2 separate regions of the Sus scrofa genome follow, and region 1 is linked to region 2. The links are chromatin contacts, called in public Hi-C maps. All regions are on one chromosome and are shown on one strand. Each heading gives the region's core, a stretch centred on a gene start, on an enhancer-like site or on the middle of the called end of the contact. The rest is flanking DNA. Distances are from core to core; before and after follow the strand shown. Region 1 holds the start of ATXN2L (ataxin-2-like protein). Region 2 holds the start of LOC110260088 (eukaryotic translation initiation factor 3 subunit C).

The links. Hi-C and Micro-C count contacts between places; a contact is called where the count stands out from the background.
Region 1: a contact with region 2 is called in a Hi-C map of embryonic fibroblasts, with 2.0 times the contacts expected there. The contact joins the promoter of ATXN2L here to the promoter of LOC110260088 in region 2. A contact is called at or near these places in 3 of 47 Hi-C or Micro-C datasets (embryonic fibroblasts and epiblast stem cells) and 2 of 2 datasets of contacts at active chromatin or transcription factors (alveolar macrophages and skeletal muscle).

The regions. Positions count from the first base shown.
Region 1 is chr3:18,502,187-18,507,916 of Sscrofa11.1, forward strand. It overlaps ATXN2L (ataxin-2-like protein), which reads left to right and starts at 3,906. Exons shown (of 21, transcript XM_021088041.1): 1 at 3,906-4,740. The coding sequence starts at 4,439.
Region 2 is chr3:18,465,895-18,471,617 of Sscrofa11.1, forward strand. LOC110260088 (eukaryotic translation initiation factor 3 subunit C) reads left to right here and starts at 1,831. Exons shown (of 21, transcript XM_021088039.1): 1 at 1,831-1,980; 2 at 2,068-2,207; 3 at 4,241-4,306; 4 at 4,403-4,592; 5 at 5,283-5,408; 6 at 5,600-5,654. The coding sequence starts at 2,107.

The DNA.
Region 1 (5,730 bases), core at 2,656-5,155, 38 kb after region 2:
CTTATTTTCTGGCACAACAAAATGTCCCAGGCTCATCTAGTACCTTCCTTGCTCTTGCCCAGAATGGAGTCAGCCGTTTCTTCAAGGAGCCCTGGTTTCTTTCTGGAGTATTTAGAAAGCCGGATCTAGGAACTAGGTATATAGAAATCTATCTGATTTTTCCCCCATAAATTTTATATTGATGCTTTCCATTTCAATCCCCAGTGGGTTTTTTCCCCCCTAGGGCCACACCTGTGGCACATGGAAGTTCCCAGGCTAAAGGTGGAATCTGAGCTATAGCCGCCAGCCCACACCACAGCCACAGCAACGCTAGATCCAAGCCACGTCTTCAACCTACACCATAGGTCACTGCAACACCGGACACTTAACCCACTGAGCGAGGCCAGGGATTGAACTCGCATCTTATGGATACTAGTGAGGTTTGCTACTGCTGAGCCATGACAGGACTTCAACCATGCCTACCTGTTTACTCATATTCTCAATCCTAAATAGTTTCAGAATTGCCATGCCCTTACCACTAGGGCTAACTGGCTTATGAATTCAAGGTTTGCAGCATTCCCTTCGTGGCTCAGCAGTTAATGAGCCCGACTAGGATCCATGAGGATTCGGGTTCGATCCTTGGCCTCAATCAGTGGGTTAAGGATCTGGCGTTGCTATGAGCTGTGGTGTAGGTCCAGACGTGGCTCAGATCCTGCGTTGCTGTGGCTGTGGTGCAGGCCAGCCACTGTGGCTCTGATTGGACCCCTAGCCTGGGAACTTCCATGGTGTGGGTGTGGCCCTATAAGCAAAATAAATAAAAGAAGGATGTAATCTGGAGTTCCTGCTGTGGCACGGCGGGTTAAGAATCCACTGCAACAGCCACTGGAGTTGCAGTGGAGGCCTGGGTTCGATCCCCAGCCCGGCACAGTGGATTTGGTGTTGCTGAAAACTGCTGTGTAGGTTGCAGCTGTGGCTCAGATTAATTCCTTGGCCTGGGAACTTCCATATGCCATAAGTAAGGCCATTAAAAAATAAATTAAAGGCCATTAATAAATAAATTAACCCCAAAACCAAGGACCCTTCATTTTCCCCTGCCCCTCACAGGTGACCATTTTTATGAGTTTTCGCTTTATCCTTCTTGTGTTTTTCTTTGCAAGAATTTACAGATACATTTCTGTTTTCCTATTCCCCCTTCGTCCTTGCACAAAAGGTAACACAGTTTATACTCTTGAACTTGCTTTCTTCATTTAACAATATATCTGGAAATCACTCCTTAGCAAATCAAAGTAATGTAATTTCTAAGTTGCATATAATAAGACAACATTTCATTCATTTATTAATTTATTGAGCGACTGTGTGCCAGCCACTGAGCTATACAAGAAGGTTAGGGAAATGAGTAAAATATAGTCCCTGACTTTATTGACCTCAGGCTCCAAGGGAAAGGGAAGCCATACAAAAAACAAACAAATAAAAAAAAAAACAGAAAACATGGAGTTCCTGACGTGGCTCAGCAGTAACAAACCCAACTAGTATCCATGAGGACACAGGTTTGATCCCTAGCTTTGATCAGTGGGTTAAGGAGCCAGAATTGCTGTGAGCTGTGGTGTAATTTGCAGATGTGACTTGAATTCTGAGTTGCTGTGGCTATGGTATAGGCCAGCAGCTGCAGCTCTGATTCAACCCCTAGCCTGGGAACCTCCATGTGCCATGGGTGTGGCCCTAAAAAGACTTAAAAAGAAAAAAAAAAAAAAAAAAACCCAGAAATAAACTATCACAGTGCTCTGGGAGCCCGAAGTAGGAAGTCAATAACAAGAAGTTCCAAAGGCCTGACACCTGAGCTTGAACAATGAGGATTAAGTGAAGAAATAGCACGTATAAAGGCAGAGTTGAATAAAGTCAAGGTATGTTGTATAAATGAGAGTTTAACGAGGCTGAAACTTAGCAGAGTTTGGGAGCAGGATGAGGTGGGCGAGACAGAAGTGCCCATAATGAGGCCAGCTGGAGAGGTGGCATAGCATCAGGTGGTATAGGTCATGTCAGGAAAAAACTGGACTGTGTTATTTAGTTAAGTCTTTTTAGGGTCGCACCCACAGCATATGGAGGTTCCCAGGCTAGGGGTCCAATTGGAGCTTAGCCTCTGGCCTACACCACAGCCACAGCAACGCCAGATCCCAGCTATATCTGTGACCTACACCACAGCTTATGGCAATGCGGATCCTTAACCCACTGAGCGAGGCCAGGGATCAAACCTTTGTCCTCATGGATGCTAGCCAGATTCGTTTCTGCTGAGCCAAGACAGGAACTCCTGGACTGTGTTATTTAGACATCCAGGAGACATAGTCCTGGATCCATTCACCTCACAGGTATTTAATTGACTGCCTGCATGGTGCTAGGTCTTGCAGAAGGAGCTGTGAATAAGAGCAAGATTCCAATTGTTAGGAGCTGACACCAGCAGGAAGACAGAATGAAAACCACTCATAGAATGAAGCTGGGAAAATTGCTGGGCAAACACACAGGAAGGGAACCTAACACTCTCAAAGCTAGGAGTCAGGCGGGATGAAGGAACACTACCCAAGAGCAAGGCAGACTTTGAGTGAAGTGTGTGCCTGTTTAGGGGAGAAATGAAAGCTGCAAGAGTCCCAATGCTGATGTCTGGAGTGAAGAGAGAGAAAGACACTGGAAGTTTATCTGGGATTGAAACCACAGACTCATCACTCCTCCACTCTATTTTCCACACTGCAAAGGGTAATCTTTTAAAAATTGAACCGGTTCTATCCCCGGCCCAGTACAGTGGATTAAGGATATGGCGTTGCCTCAGCTGTGGCGTAGGCTGCAGCTGTGGCTAGGATTTGATCCCATATGCTGCAGGTGTGGCCGTTAAAAAAAAAATAAAGTTCATTAAAAAAATGTAAATCTGGGAGTTCTTGTGATTCAACAGGTTAAAAATCCAACTAGTGGGAGTTCCCATCTTGGCTCAGCAGTTAACAAACCCGACTAGTATCCATGAGGATGCTGGTTCAATCCCCGGCCTCACTCAGTGGGTTAGAGAACTTGGCATTGCTGCAAGCAGTGTTGTAGCTCACAGATGTGGCTCTGGCCTGGTGTTGCTGTGGCCACTGCTTTGAGGATTATGCTCATGTCTCCTTAATATCTGGTCCCACGTTACTTAATTTTCCAGTTTCCTTTTTCAACCTCCTCCCTCTTTAATTTCATACTCCAGACATGCTGAAGTTTTCCTAACTTGTCACATCCTATGCCCCCTGCCTAGAAACCCATCACCCAGTGCTGAATTAGATGTCATTCCTATCTACTCTTAGTGCCCCGTGCTTCACCTAAGAGATCTAATTGTCTGAATCTACCACTAGTTTAAACTCCTTGACAAGGGCAGGAAGTAATTTCATTACAGTTATATCGAAAACACCTAGCCTAATGTCCTAATGACCAACTAATTTGAATGAATGAAGGCTACCTTCCTTGTCGAGTGGGGTGGAGGATTTTGAACTAGACTCTAGGAACTTTGGCCTTCAGACAGTCTCTTTGCTGCTAGTTTAAGAGTCCCGTTCCAGGGCGTGGAGAAATTACTATATTGAAAACCATATAATATAATTTAGAATTAGGCAGATATTTATCTCCAAACTGCTATCTTTAACGCCTATCAGGCTTTTATGTAAATCAGATAAGCTCCGAGAGTAGCTCCCCACGAAACTACCACCAGCTTCAGCGAAGTCCCGGGTCTACTCTCGGGATTTTTTTTTTTTTGCACTCAAGACTCCGCCCACAGGCCCCCGAATGGCGGAAGAACTGCACGCTACGTCGTGACTTCTCACAAGACTGCGGAGGCATCCCGACGCTACGCCGGCGGCGTAGGCGGGGCGGCCGGCTCTTCCTTCCTCTCTGCTGCTTCGGCTCCTCCCCCAGCGCTTCACACGCTCATTGTGAAGCGACAGCGGCCGGCAGTCTTCTGGGCTGCTTGAGATCTAGAGACCCTAAATCCTTGGCGCGCGTGAGCGCCCGCGCTGCTCCTCTCCCACTCCAAAGGCTAGAGGCGCGAGATTCACCTTTCTTTATTCCCTCCTCTGTCGCCCGGAGCTAACCGCCCCGGTGCGCTCGGACATCTCGCGCCGACGCTCCCTCCTCCCCGCCCCTCCCCCTTCGGGAGCTCCCGCCCGGGCGCTCCTCCCCCTCCCTTTTCCCCGGCGACGCGCACGCGCGCCAAGCCGGCTCGCGCCCTCTCGCTTTCCTCCGGCCCGCGAGACCCCCTCCCCTTCCGCCTCGCGGCGCTTCCTCGCGCCGCGGTCTTCTCTATCCACCCCCGACACCGCGGGGCTCGCCCCCGCCCGCCAACGGCGGGTCCCCAGCTTCCCAGTCCACCTCGCTTCCCGCGCTCTCCGGCGGGGCCCCAGCCCCGGCCTCCTCTCTCCCTCCCTTCCCCCTAATTCCCTTTCCGGACGCTGCCATCATGTTGAAGCCTCAGCCGCCACAACAGACCTCCCAGCCCCAGCAGCCGCCCCCCACGCAACAGGCCGTGGCCCGACGGCCTCCTGGGGGCACCAGCCCTCCCAACGGCGGCCTCCCGGGGCCCCTGGCCTCCACCTCGGCTCCCCCAGGGCCTCCCGCGGCCGCTTCCCCCTGCCTAGGGCCTGCAGCCGCTGCCGGGAGCGGACTCCGCCGGGGAACCGAGGGCATCTTGGCGCCACAGCCGCCGCCGCCGCAGCAGCAACATCAGGAGAGGCCAGGGGCAGCGGCCATCGGCAGCGCCAGGTGAGAACGTGTGGGTTTCCGGGCGCCGGAGCCAAGGTGGCCGAGACCTGTACACCGCGCGAGGCAGACCTCTAGCCTCTGGCCACCTTTGAGGGACGCCAGGGGGAGTGGGGAAATCCCGTGGAGCTGGGGGTGGGCCCTTCAGGTTCTAACAGGTCGGAGGAAAGCCTCCGCGGCTAGCCACCGGGACATTGAGGGTGCGCGCTCAGCTCTGAGCGACCAGTCACTGCTCGGGGCTTGGGCCTTAAGGGCAGGCAGGGCGCATCCCGCCAGCGGCGTCGGAACGAGTTGGGGGGGTGAAGAGGTGATAGGGGTCCCCGGCTCCATTACCACGAAGGGTCTCGCGGTCCGGAGCTTCAGCCAATGGGGAGTCAGCTGCGGGAAGGGGTCCCTGGCCGTAGCCAATGGAGGGGGGCGCGCGGCCCACAGTTTGGCCAATGGGGAGGGAGGGACTTGGGAGCGAGTTGCTACCTCCCCCTTCCCAGTCCGGCCAGTAGGAATGGAGCAGAGTGGGCGGGGGGGACGGAAGGAGGGACAAAACTGGGAGGACTGCGGGCCGGGAACCTCCAGCGCGCGCGCGCGCGCTTCCCGTACGTGCGCGCGGATGCTCAGTCTTATGACCCGGCCATTCTCGAGCCCCGGGTAACATAGAGGGCAGCTGCCGGGAGTGTGCTTGGACGGGTTCGCCGGGTGTTCTTGGATGAGTGGTGGACACCCCACTGTGTTTCTTCTGTTTGTGGGTTTATAGAATTGAGAGTGGAGGTACACGCAGGCGCAGTGGGTTGTGATCGCGGGAGGGGGGATTTTGAAGAGGCCCTAGGGCTTTAGTGCGCAGGCGCAGACCGGGCGAGGCCTCCCGGTGGAGAGCTTTTGCGGCTGCGCTGTCCCCCAGCCCCGCCAACGGCCCCCTGATCGTCCTCTTCAACCGACGGTTACATCAGCCAGCGAGGAGCAGGGTTACCAGGCGATTGGTGACCCCTTCCAGAGTGG
Region 2 (5,723 bases), core at 581-3,080:
TAACCCCAATATACCAGCTGCTGAATGTGCCCTGAATTTTTCTGTCTCTAGGATTTTGTTCATACTGTTTCCTCTACCTACATAAAACGGCCTCCTTCTTTGCCCAGTCTCTTTAAGTCCTACTTTTCTTTTAGAGGAGCGTGGTACCTCCAATGCTCAACATTATGAGACAAGTGCTGAATGAATGAAACTACCTTTAAAAATGTAAAACAAGATGTTCCTGTCATAGCTCAGCGGTAACGAACCCGCTTAGGATCCATGAGGATTCAGGTTGGATCCATGAGGATTCCAGTTTGATCCCTGGCCTTGCATGGTGGGTTAAGGATCTGATGTTGTTGTGAGCTGTGGTGTAGGTCGCAGACATGGCTTGGATCCCGATGTGCTGTGGCTGTAATGTATGCTGGCAGCTCCAGCTCCGATTCGACCCCCAACCTGGGAACCTCCATATAATGCAGGTGCAGCGGTAAAAAAATTAATAAAGAAATAAAAATGTGGAGTTCCCATCATGGCTCAGTGGTTAATGAATCTGACTAGGAACCATAAGGTTGTGGGTTTGATCCCTGGCCTTGCTCAGTGGGTTAAGGATCTGGCATTGCCATGAGCTGTGGTGTAGGTCTCAGACGCAGCTTGGATCTGGCGTTGCTGTGGGTCTGGTGTAGGCCGGCAACTAAATCTCTGATTGGACCCCTAGCTTGGGATCCTCCATATGCCTTGGGAGCAGCCCTAGAAAAGGCAAAAAAGCAAAAAGGCAAAAAGGCAAAAAAAAAAAAAAAAAGAAAGAAAGAAAGAAAAATGTAAAACAGTCCCAGCTCAATAAAACTGCTTGATAGCTTCTCCAACTCACCTGGATTTAAATCCATAGGCCTCCAAGTATCTTCATGATCTAGAGTTATCTACTTCTATACTGTTAATACATTGCTCTCTTTGCTGATAGTACACTGGTCTTCTCCTTATTCCTAGAACCTAGGAGTTTCCTTGTGAAATCAGCTACTTTTTCTGTTTTGTTTGCTGCTGTGTCCAGTGCCTAGAACATTTCTGGTTCATAACAAATGCTCAGTAAATAAGCATTTGTGGAATAATGAATGATACTAGCTTTATATTTATTATATGCTTATATTGTACAAGGCGCTGTTCTAAACGCTTCACATATACTAAGTCACTTAATTTTCATAATATTCTACGAAGTAGGTCCTATTATGGTCCTTATCTGGGGAGACTGAATCATACAGAGATTAGGAAATCTGCCTAAGTGTCACACACTAGTAAGTGTTGGAGATGGGATTTGTTTTTTTGTTTTGGTTTTTTTTTTTAGGGCCACACCCACGGCATATGGAGGTTTCCAGGCTAGCAGTCAAATCGGAGCCACAGCTTCTGGCCTATACCGCAGCCACAGCGACATCAGATCCGAGCCGCGTCTGCCACCTACACCACAGCTCACGGCAACGCCGGATCCTTAACCCACTGAGCAAGGCCAGGGATCGAACCCGCAACCTCATGGATGCTAGGCGGATTCATTTCCGCTGCGCCACAACAGGGAACTCCAGAGATGGGATTTGAATACAAAGTCAGATTCAAAGTTTGCTCGAAGCCTAGCTCCAAAACCTTGTAACTTATCAGCATCGCGTGGACGTTAAAAAAGGAAAATCCTGGTCCTGAGATTCTTACTCCACGGGTCAGAGGTATGGTTGGCATCTGTGAGCAATAAAACCCGACAGCAAAGCGGGTCCCATGGGAGAATCTCTAGGTGGCGTCCTCCCCGCCAAGGTTACATCAGGCCGAATCCCGCCCCTTGCGTGGCGCGAGGGCATCTGGGAGTTGTAGTCAAACAGTACAGTTCGTCGGCGTCCCCCGGAAGTGACGCAAGGGTCCCGCCTTCTCCTCTGCGCGTTTCCGCGGTCCCGGCTCCGCGGTGTGACTCGCGAGCTCAGCTGGTAACTATTTCTTGGGCCTCGTGCTTGGAGGAGCGAAACCTCAGTCGGGGTGCGTGCGGGGACGGTGTGGGTCGGGGTCGGGGAGTGGCGGCCCGGGCCCGTTGTTGTGGCCCGTGACTTTCGGGCTTTTCCGTAGGTCCAGCCGCGTCCGCCGCAGCTGCTCAGCGCCGTCGCCATGTCGCGGTTTTTTACCACCGGTTCGGACAGCGAGTCCGAGTCGTCCCTGTCCGGGGAGGAGCTTGTCACCAAACCTGTTGGGGGTAACTACGGCAAACAGTGAGTAGGGGCCTGCGGCATGGGGACCACTCGGGGGGGGGGTGCGGCAGGCTATGGAAGGCCGTGTATGTGGGAGGGGAATGGAGGTGGTGGCGGTGAGAGCGGGTACCAAGGATGTTCAGAGTTTAAGAGACTGGAGCAGTGTTGGAGGGACAACCTTAACGGCTTAGGGTGCTGTGAATTGTGGGAATCCACCCACCGGGCAAAGGATAGAGTCTTGGAGGAGAGGTTTTCCCACTGGTTGGGTCTGTTGCATTTAGCAAGAAACCTCAGATATTAAGAATTCTTTGATGTGGCTCTTAAGTTTTTAAATATCTGTTAGTAGTTCCCTGTTGTTTACCTCCACCTACATACCCTTCTCCCATCTCTGCAAACTACTTTTTTTCTCCTTTTGGAACAGTAGAATGTTGTTTCTCAAACTTGTGTCATACATATGCCACCTTCAGTTTTTTTTGTTTTTTTGTTTTTTTTGGCACATACCTGTGATTAAGAATGTATATTCCTATCACTTCATTTTTATTTATTTTATTTATTTTTTATTTTTTTGTCTTTTGTCCTTTTAGGGCCGCACCCGAGGCATATGGAGGTACCCAGGCTAGGGGTCTAATCGGAGCTGTAGCTGCAGGCCTACGCCAGAGTCACAGCAATGCCAGATCCAAGCCGCATCTTCAACCTACACCACAGCTCACGACAACGCCGGATCCTTAAGCCACTGAGCAAGGCCAGGGATCAAACCCGCAACCTCATGGTTCCTAGTCGGATTTGTTTCCACTGGACCACAATGGGAATTCCTATTCCTACCACTTCAAAGTCTTGTTTCAGCATAAAACTCACTTTTTAAAAAGAAAAAAAAGGATACACACACGTACCATGTGAATATGATTTCATGTCTTAAGTGGAAAAACCAACCTCACTTGCTACAAAATTGGAAGTAATTGGAAAGTTACTAAGACGGACAAAAAAAGATATTGTTGCCAGTTGAATGCTGTCTGTGGTCTGATGTTTATTTATTAAGGAAAAATACTAGCAATGGAGGTGTTAAAGCCATTGAGACTCTTTTCTTACTCTTGGGTGTTCACAGTCTGGGAAATACTGCTTCCTAGGACTTAGTTCAGATATCACTTTCCTTTCCCTTCATTGTAGCTAAAGGACCCTTTTCCTCACCTTCTTTTAGTAGTTTTTAGTGGTTTGTGTCTTTACATGGTTAATTTTCTGACATAGTAAATACCTCTGCTTGTGTGAGAGGCTGGAAATGGTCATTTTGTATGCATTACAACAGCTGACAAAAGGCCTTACTTGAAGTGTGCTTTAAAGATTGAGTTAGTTCCGGAGTTCCCGTGATGGCTCAGCCGTTAATGAATCTGACTAGCATCCATGAGGACACAGGTTCGATCCCTGGCCTTGCTCATGGGTTAAGGATCTGGCATTGCCATGAGCTGTCTCGGATCCTGCTTTGCTATGGCTCTGGTGTAGACCAGCAGCTGCAGCTCCAATTGGACCCCTAGCCTGGGAACGTCCATATGCCACGGGCACATTCCTAAAAAGCAAAAAAAAAGATTAAGTTAGTTCCCTACAATGAAGCTACGAAGAGGAAGAATAAAACAAGGTGAGTGTGGTTGGAATGGGCCTGAGTGATTCACTTTTACCTGCCCCATCCAAGAAGAGTAACAGAAATCATTTGGTCTTTGTTTTTTTTTGGTCTTTTCTAGGGCCACACCTGCGGCATATGGGGATTCCCAGGCTAGGGTTCTAATCAGAGCTATAGCCACTGGCCTACGCCAGAGCCACAGCAACGTGGGATCCGAGCCGGGTCTCCGACCTACACCACAGCTCATGGCAACACCAGATCCTTAACTCACTGAGCAAGGCCAGGGATCTAACCCTCAACCTCATGGTTCCTAGTTGGATTCGTTAATCACTGTGCCATGATAGAAACTCCTTTTTTTTTTTTTTTTTTTTTTTTTGGAGTAGAAATCTTTTGGGAAGATTGGAGCTAAGAATGCTAGTTAATGGTGTCTCTTCCTTCCAAACAGACCGTTGTTGCTGAGTGAAGATGAAGAAGATACCAAGAGAGTTGTCCGAAGCGCCAAGGATAAGAGGTGAGGCCGTGGGGCAGCTGGGTGATGGGGAGTCTCTCTGGAAAACACAGTGCTGATGGTGGGCAAGTCCAATGTGGTACTGGGCTCTCAAACCAGGTTTGAGGAACTGACCAACCTTATCCGGACCATCCGTAATGCCATGAAGATTCGGGATGTCACCAAGTGCCTGGAAGAGTTTGAGCTCCTGGGAAAAGCATATGGGAAAGCGAAGAGCATTGTGGACAAGGAAGGTGTCCCCCGGTTCTATATCCGAATCTTGGCTGACCTGGAGGACTACCTTAATGAGGTGTGATTTGAGTGGGTGCAGGGTGGGGGATCCAGAAGGGGATCGTGGACCTGGGGCTTTCTCTTATCCCACACCGGGAGATCATGCTTTCTCTGAGTTGTTTGCCAGATAGAGTTTCCCAGGACCTAAAAAACCGGGGGACAAAATGAGGAGAAGGACTGTTTTTCTGCTATGGATTTTAATTGTGCTTATTTCTGAATTATATCTCTTATGTGGTTTGATACTTTTCGTGGTATACATAAAGGATCATTAAACATAGTTAGGAGTTCCCGTTGTGGCTCAGTGGTTAACGAATCTGACTAGGAACCATGAGGTTGCGGGTTTGATCCCTGGCCTTGCTCAGTGGGTTAAGGATCCGGCGTTAGCATGAACTGTGGTGTAGGTTGCAGACGCAGCTCGGATCCCGCGTTGCTGTGGCCGTGGCGTAGGCCGGTGGCTACAGCTCCAATTAGACCCCTAGCCTGGGAACCTCCATATGCCTCGGGTGCGGCCCTAGAAAAGGCAAAAAGACCAAAAAAAAAAAAAAACAAAAAAAAAACACCACATAAGTTAACAGGTAGAGCTGGTGGTAAGTGATACAGATGGTGTATAGATACCAAGACTCAAGAGTCATGGCAAAGCCTGAAGTTCAAGGAACACTCCTTAATCTCAGGTCCCTGTTGGCCCTTTCTTTCCTGTTCGTTCCTTCAGCTGTGGGAAGATAAGGAAGGGAAGAAGAAGATGAACAAGAATAACGCCAAGGCCCTGAGCACCCTGCGCCAGAAGATCCGAAAATACAACCGGGATTTTGAGTCCCATATTACAAATTACAAGCAGGTGGGGGTGCTGGAGGGCGGCTTGCTGACGTGTGGGAGCTGAGATCGCATGGCTGAGACATCAGAAGCATTTGCAAGTGGGAGGCATGACTGGAGAAAGAATCATGACAAAGCTCGGTGGGGCGGAGGGGATGAGACGGGATACTGGTTGGCAGACATCCTTAATCGTTCTCTCGTTTCTCTCTTGTCAAGAACCCTGAGCAGTCTGCGGATGAGGATGCTGAGAAGAATGAGGAAGATTCAGAAGGTAGGAGGGGGGGGGAGACCCTTCATTGCAGATGATTTGGATGTCTAAGGTTAGGGGTTTCCTCGGTGG